Linked DNA regions of Anser cygnoides: region 2 is linked to region 1. Evidence: chromatin contacts called from public Hi-C data. All regions are on one chromosome and are shown on one strand. The core of a region is the stretch at or near the end of the contact, and the rest is flanking DNA. Distances in the headings are between cores, read along the strand shown. Region 1 overlaps TTC7A (tetratricopeptide repeat domain 7A). Region 2 has its middle 46 kb from the start of PPP1CB.

The links. Hi-C and Micro-C count contacts between places; a contact is called where the count stands out from the background.
Region 2: a contact with region 1 is called in a Hi-C map of granulosa cells, with 2.8 times the contacts expected there. The contact joins two enhancer-like sites. A contact is called at or near these places in 3 of 7 Hi-C or Micro-C datasets (granulosa cells and liver).

What each region holds. Positions count from the first base shown.
Region 1 is chr3:30,283,750-30,287,987 of Taihu_goose_T2T_genome, forward strand. It overlaps TTC7A (tetratricopeptide repeat domain 7A), which reads left to right. Exons shown (of 20, transcript XM_048079466.2): 6 at 692-770; 7 at 4,044-4,204. Among named protein-coding and RNA genes, the nearest start is that of MCFD2, 31 kb to the left of the region's middle. Within about 2 kb of position 2,297, at least 1 of the 3 cell types and tissues checked has open chromatin away from gene starts, as enhancers often do.
Region 2 is chr3:30,527,107-30,530,892 of Taihu_goose_T2T_genome, forward strand. No RefSeq gene overlaps it. Among named protein-coding and RNA genes, the nearest start is that of PPP1CB, 46 kb to the right of the region's middle. Within about 2 kb of position 2,310, at least 1 of the 3 cell types and tissues checked has open chromatin away from gene starts, as enhancers often do.

The DNA.
Region 1 (4,238 bases), core at 1,047-3,546:
GCTAACTAGTATGTCTAGTGTTCAACCGTTCCTCTCTCCATCTCTTTTAGTGCTCGGACACAGGGTTAAGATACCGTTTGGCAACTAGACTGCTTTAATTGCTCATCGTGTACACAGAATGTGATTTATTTTTTTCAGCCTAACCCACTTTCATTGTAGGTTAAGCTGTGCTTGCAGACAGTTCCTGCAACTTTAGGTGCCTAATAGTAAACTGTTTAAACCACTGTAATTTCATCATGCGTTTGGACCATCAGACCCAAGGCATTTAAGCACCACCTAAAAGGAATCGTCACATAAAAGCATCCCATCAGCTCACTATAATTCAAACCAGTGCAGTCTGTGTGTATGAAGAGGAGATGTGGATGCTTTTAAGAAGAAGCATCTGCTTTATAAATATGAACTATGAAAAGCTTCCAAATGTCCCCTCTGTTCCTCAAATGTGAATGTGATCTTCTCCTAGGAAGCCATCTGGAGTAGGCATGCTACAGTCGCTGCCTCGCTCGGTGCCATTGTCCTGTCTGCCTTGGAGTGACTCGTCTCGCTACTGCATGCTCAGTGGTGGTTTTGTTGGCTTGCTTGAATGCCAAGTCTGTTGCCCAGCTTTGGTGCACCATGAAAATATTTCCTATCTAACGTGCTCGTTTTCTTTTGCTTTTTTTTTATGATATTTTTTTTCCTGCTTTCCCATTAGCAATATTGTGAAAGGAATGAGGAGTCTGCGAGGAATACTACGGACTGTGGAAACAAAAGCTACTCAGACCTTCAAAATGGTAAGGGGAGTGAACGGGAGCTGGGAAGGTGGGCGTCATCTGCTGCGATGGAATTCTGTTTCTTAACCACTGCGTTTGGACAAATTTTTCCTCACTTGACTGCTTGTTGTTGTGTTTGTTTTTTTAATACTTCTGGGAGTGATGTGTCCGGTGATGCACTTAATTCAGAGAGCTATCCAATTGAAACCTCTGAGCCTTCAACTCTGGGCATATGGGATACTTTTATCTATTTTTTTTCAGTGGATTTTCTAACTCTGGTATAAATGGAGGTGTATTGAGTTTGATAGTGCTATCCCAGGTGATAATGTCTTGCTTGCTTTTCAGTGTGTCCATGCATACCTCTTCACTTTTGCATGTAGCAACAGAAAGTACTTCTGGTGCTTGCAATGAAACAGGGCTTTTTTAGACTCAAATGCTTCAGTGTTCATGTAAAACTCCTTTCAATACAGTGTAGCACAGAGTGATTTTTCTTTTGTATTTGCCTTCTGCATCCTGTTATGCTGAGTGCCTCTGGTAAAGAAATCATGGAGAAACTTATTTATATCTCTTTAACTGTGTAGTTTAGCTTGGATGGTCCTTCCTTACCTCCGCTTGAAGAGATCTTGTCCTAAGGTTACTCAGGATGTGACAAGATCAACAGCATGGAGAAGAGCAGTCTTGAGAACACGAATGAAAACTCTGCAGCCTGAAAAGTGTTGACACAGATCTGAACTAAACACAAAACAAGTTTAGCCATCTTTGTTTGTGTTTTGTGTAATTCCAGAGAAGTTTGGAGAAGAGGTGGACATGGTTTTGCTTAGCATTTTGAAGACGGAGGGTGCTGGGTTCCAATGGATGGACTGATCTGTGTGTCTATTTCTTATGCAAATGCAGAATTAAAATGAAAGCATGAGCAGAAGGGGTAACCTGGGTGAATTTTTTGCCTGGGTTTCTCACTTCTATATGTTTTGGAACTTCAGGTCTTGAAATGAATCTTCTTGTTGTCCAGGGATCACCTTTGCCTAGTGGAAAATACACATGCACGTGGAATAATGTGCAGGGAATTAGAAGAGGTGACTTAAATAATTGTCACACTCAAATGGTCACATCCTTTCCCAGATTGAGATCAGGACTCGGGGGATTTTCTTGCTCATCTGTTTTACCGTTATGCTGAAATGAGTGTAACCATCTGCTGTTCTTGTACCATGGCAGAATGTGGCACTTGAATGCTCCTGTCCCTGTGCAACTGGGGAGAGCTATCCAACACCTCTGGGGGGTTTATTCCTAAGGGGAAACTTGAAGGTGTTCATCCAGTAGTTTTTCCTGGGACTTCTATTTTACTGGAAGTTGTGTTGTCTTTTTCTTATTTGTTTTTAAAGAGCTGTCAAGAGGGCAAAGGGAGGAACGTGCTTAATTAAACAAGTTTTTCAAGCATGAAAGTGAAACACGCAATTTTCTTCTTCCTAATTTGTGGGATCACAGTGTTCTCCAAGCATAATGATGCTTTTTTTAGCCAAAGGCAGTAATAACATAAATCACAGTCTTGGCCTGTTCTGGTTTGTTTGGTCTTATTCAAAACAAGAGTGAAGCTAATTTACACAGCTACTGTACTGTATGTTAAAATCGAAGGCATTGCGAGTATTTGGTTCTTGCTTTTTGAAAGGCTTATCACAAACTGTACTCCTACTTTTGTGTGAAACAGTAAAGATCTGTCTGTTGCTGGCATAATATTCTTCCCTCCCCTCTAATGCTGTAGGAAAAAAAAATAAAGGAGAGTTGGCTCCTGAGGGTAAAACTGACTAAATAATTACACACTGAGATGGTAAAATGATACTGGCTAATGTCACAGTGCCCTAGGCCATTTTGCTCATGGTTACTTGCTATAAAAAGCATAGAAGAGCGTAGTTAGATACAGAAGGCTTTCTGTAACTTGCCAGCAGAAGCGCAGGGAAGGTCTTGGGGTTTCCAGGGGGTTGTATGTGACAATATTTCTTTGAGGTATTGCCATACATTCAAATCAGCTTGCCATTTGCTTAGGTATAGCTATGAAACCTCCCTTTCTGGTGCTGAAGAAACAGTGAGAGCGCACACACGCTAGTGTGGCTGCGTTTTAGACTAGCTCAGTGACTTTGTGTGTAGTAAGGTAGATGACAATAAAGAATCTTGTATTAAAAGAGGTTATTTTTCTGCATCTGATGAGCTGAATTTTATTTAACCTCAGTATGATTTGTTTGATCCTACAGATGTCACACCTCAAGTGTCGTAATGGTTCAGTTTATCAGTCGTACCTACCCTGGTATTTAAGAGAGTGCCTCTTGGCAGCCTCTTACCTTATCATAATGCATGAATTGCACATAAAATACATATGCAGTAGTCAGAGAAGTTCAAAAATATTTGCAGGCATTAGGACGGAGGGGCTGAAGTTTCAGTCTGCCTCTGTGCTGTGCGACGTTTGTTTTGCAGCATAGAGTAGTGCGCTTCTGAGAATTCCCAGAAGATATCCCCTGCTTTGATTTCCCTCTGCTTGTTTGCATGTTCATCTGTTTACAATGCAAAAAGCTAGAGATTTATTACGTGAGTCTAAACAGAGACAAATGCCAAGGATAGTTTTGCAAAATCAACTTAGCTTGGTGCCTTTTGGGCCCAGCTTGCCAGCTATGGATATGAACTGGAAAGCGAGTCCTTAAGGGCGCTCAGTGGTCAGAAAGGGCACATGATGTTGTTGTCTTGACATAAAGTTCCTAACCCTCTTCTCTCTTTCCTCCATTATTATAACAACAACAAAAATAGAAGTAATCCAGAGATGAAGTTGTAAAAAGCTGCAGTTGGAGATGCACTAACAGCTACAGGGTTGTGCTTTTAAACCTGAGGCAGAAGTCGTCTCTGGGCTGAGACTTGCATCCAAAGTTTTGAGGCTGAGAAAGCAGTGGAGTGTCATCATACTCTGAAATAGAAACACTTGTGAGATTGTCTCAAAAGTCCAGGTGGCAATCAGCTGTTTTCATTCACTAATGTGTCCCTTCCTGTCAGGCTATTTTTTTAACTATTGCTTTGCAACAAGACCATGTAAATGCAGAAGGGTGGGCTTTTTGGAGGAGGGAAGCAACTGCCAATGTGGCAGACTTTATAGCAGCAACTTTAGCCACTCTGAAAAGAGGTACTGTAATGCTATTAGTATGTCTGCTTCCCAAGGTGAGACGTCGGGAGCGATATTTTGTGTGTGTGTGTGTGTGTGTGTGTGTTTGAGAAGGCTTCACTGATGCATTTCTCTCTGTACTGTTCACTGATCTCTAGACTGCAGCCAAGCAGCTAGCCCAAGTACTTCTCCACTCCTTAAGCGAAGACTGTTACTGGAGCCCTTTATCTGATCCTCTTCCTGAGTTCATGAACAAGGAAGATCAGTCTTACGTTAGCAATCTTCTTTGTCGGAAGCCCGAGCTATACACAGAAGAGAAGTAAGCATTCTTTTTTATTTGGGGTTATTGACAG
Region 2 (3,786 bases), core at 1,060-3,559, 240 kb after region 1:
TTTTCAACATTTCTAACAAGCTTCTGGTTCCGAATCAGCTACAGGTAAGCACAGTAAAGCACCTATCTGTTAAACATCTGAGCAAGGTTAGACTAGACAGGCTGTGCAGGGTGACACCTCAGGGTGAATATTGTTTTTTCTGTATTTTCCTTGCTCCTGCAATCTAATTCCTCCATCAAACTACGCAGGGTGCTAACCTTGCATCTGCATAAGATATTGACCAACTTCAAGTGGTACTCACTTCAAAATAGACTTTCAGCCCTCTCTAGAAGAAAATGTTCAAATTTGCTTTATAACTAAAAACACACAAAAAAAGAAAACAAAATACTGGTATTACCTTTCAAAGTGCTTTGATAAGACTTACATTGTATGAAAACATGTTCAGTTATAATTGGAATGAAATGCTTTTGGCTTGTCAAATTTAAAAAAAAGCTTCAAAAGCTTTCCTTTAAGTTTTAAACAAAATGTGTCTGCTCACATGAAATGCTTCCATTTCACTCAATCAGCAATTTACAGCACCAAGCCTGTGTGCCTAAAAGAATTTCAGTTCTTTATTTAGTAATTTTGCTCTCGCCTTTTGAGCAGCTGATTATTTTTACTATTTTCTGCTAGTAAGTGGCACTTACTTAAACATGGTAAGCAAGGTACCACTGCACCATGACTTCATAAGAGAAGAATTACCTTACTGGGTACCACACAGCATATGCAGTGCTCTGAATTAGATGAGAGTAATGTGGTTTAGCTTCTCCCCCACAGCCTTAGTGATTCTTGTCTCCCCTTAAAAAGTGGAACAGAGCCAGTGCAAATATTCACACAAAAAAACCTACATTGACAAAGCAGCAAGTTCAGATTTAAATGCAAAAATTCCCTTTAATCAGCTGTGCTTATTGTCTTCACAGCCCCAGTATGTTCTACAGGATGAATCATTCAGTTTTCTGATGCCCCTAAGAAGAAAACAGCTTTTTGATACCCATCTGCCCAACAGGCTGGGCTGAGAACAGAGGTTCGTTTCAACTTGCATTCTTCACATTTCATGGTGAAACTGTGATAACATACCAAACAAAGCATTTTTAAAGAATTCTTAAAATTGTACATGTCTGTTTTATGCCATTTGCTGTTCCCTCAGGTCCAAGTATGAAATCTGGGCTTAAATATATCTTCAGTACACACTTGTCTGTCCACATTTTTATGTTTTAAGGGAACAATCACTTACTTCCTATTTTGCAATCATGTCACTAATTGGTCAAGTGATCAATTTGGGGGATTTTTTAGCATCGTTTGGTTAAATCAATCTTTATAGCTATGCACAGTGAAACTGGTTTCTAAAAGGAATTTTGTAGGGATGTTTAGCTTTGAAAACAGACTAGGGAGATGCATATTCCATTCACAGTCCCTAGTGGGTAGTTCCTGTATCAGGGTGTCCTTGGCACGACTCTCAGAGAAGCAGGCAGACAGGCCTTCAAGTATGCCCTGGTGCCTCTGTGGCACAATAGCGTGGCACAAAGGGGTCCGCTGAACATAGAGTGGCGATTATGCAGTGCTGGACTTAGGACAATGCTACAACATGACAAGCTACAGGCATTACCAAACTAAAAGCCTTGAAAAATTTATTTCCCTGACTCCCCTCTTGGTGCTCTTCCCACAAGACAGTCATCTACCCAAAATGGGACTTCATCTGGTGTGTCTAATCTCAGTAACAGGGAAAGAAGAACACCAGAACAAAATATAACGTTGGCTGGATTTTTTTATTTTTTTTTTAAAGCTGCAGCTCACTTCTTACTTCTCACATTTTCCACCCTTGAATAGTTCTGAGCAACCATACAGAGAGCAGCCTGCCTTTATCCTTTTGCAGATGGGACTGGGTCTGGCCTCAGAAGCAACCCGCTTTGTGGATCATTCTGGTATGTGGGTCCCAGATTCAAAGATTCTTTTACAAGTATAACACAAACGAAGGAAAAGGACAAAAAAGAAACCAGCCTACCCAGTAGCATCTCAGTTTAACAAACGTGAGTAACTGCAAGCACTAGGAATATCTATAGACAGACATGTCCATAGCACCCCTATGAGGTCCGTGCAAGTGGTAGTATCTTTCAGTAAGTCCATCTGTACACATACTACAGTTATCAGAAACAAAAGTTGAAAAAATACAACCTAGGTGTAGCAAAGCATAAGACAGATCCTCACCAGCAAACTAGGAAGTGAGTAAATCCCCCACTTCTGAACAATTCTTCACAATGACAACTCCCTCCTTCCCACGCGCACACTCTCGCACGCCTGGAGGAGCCGGGGGCGGGGGAAAGCTGAGCTGTGCAATGTTCTCTGGAAGCTCAGCAGACCCAGGCTACTTCCAATCAAAGGAGAGGGAGCAAGTTCCAAAGCTGCTGCTGATCTCAGCTGTGAACCGGCACTATGCTCAGAGGCGGCCATGCACGCGTGCGCTGCCGAGACACGAGCCCACGGAACCAGAGAAGAGGGCGTACGTGCATATCCCCCACCAGGAAATAAAAACAGGACGGGAGGGAAACCCCAAACCTACTGAGACGGCTTGCAGTACTGGAACACTAATTTGAACTGACGGGAGGCAATGACAGCCAAACCCAAGTGAACTGCGGTGGCTCCTGAGCACTGACAGAAGACGCTGAGAGTGAGCGGAGAATAAAGAGAGGAGATGTACAGAGCGGAGGTAATCCTGGCACTGCTGACATCACCATGATGTATGGATCTGAGCGGTTCCCAGCTGAAGATGCCTTGCAGCATTGCCTTTTTCTTCTCTGAATGCATGTGCTTTTGAAGCCTGGTTTTTGACCCTAGATATTATGCAGGGAAACTAGAAGCAAGTATTTCAGTAGAGGATTGAGAGACTTCAGCAACTGGCAGGAAAACATGCTTCAGGATAAGCTGTGTAGTTTGGCACATAATTTCCCTTCTGCTGCTACAGGATTCTGAACGGAGGTAGAAATTACCCAGTTACAGCCATCAGCCTGGGCCCGAATCCCTCAGAGCATACCTCAAATCTACAGAATCAGTTCGATGACTAGAAATGAATCCACAAGCACAGACCTTGCACTCTCTAGATCTGTGGCAACAGTTGTGGCAGCTCCCCTCTATCAGCTTTATCTAGCCTTTGAATATCATCACAGCAAGGACAAGGAGCGGAGGGGAAAAACACGTACTAACACGCTTGTGATACAAAACAACTCCAAGCAGAGGTAGGTTCCTACTGCCCTCTGCTGTAATACATTTATAAAACTTCTGAGAAGGAAGTATCAAGCAAGATAGGACTAACACGCACACTACATATTAGATTCAGACTATGTCATAAACTGGTCTAAGTTGGAACAAGACAGCTAGAAACAGTAGGCTTAGATTTCTTGCTTCTCCTTCTAACTCTTGAAGTCCGCACACATTTTGTACATACACAGAAAACTGACCATATGCTGATCCCTTGCTACATTTTTGCTTTTGAGGCTTTGTATTTTGGATTGTCATACACCCATGGTTTGCAGTTCCGTTGGATAGACCACCACAGCCTTGACTGTTCCATCTTTCGTATGTTTTCTTCTGCTTTAACGACTTAATAGACGTTGACCCAGACTAACAAATTACCAGCAAGTCTCCCTAGCAAAGCGCACCAGTGAAGTGCACCACAGCACCAAAACCATACCATACTTCCACAGCAGTTACGTTGTCCAGACAAAACTTCACGTAAAGTGGTTTATACACATAAAAAGAAAAAACCCTGGCCGCAAGAACTTAACAGTAGAATTCACTACTTAAAATATGACA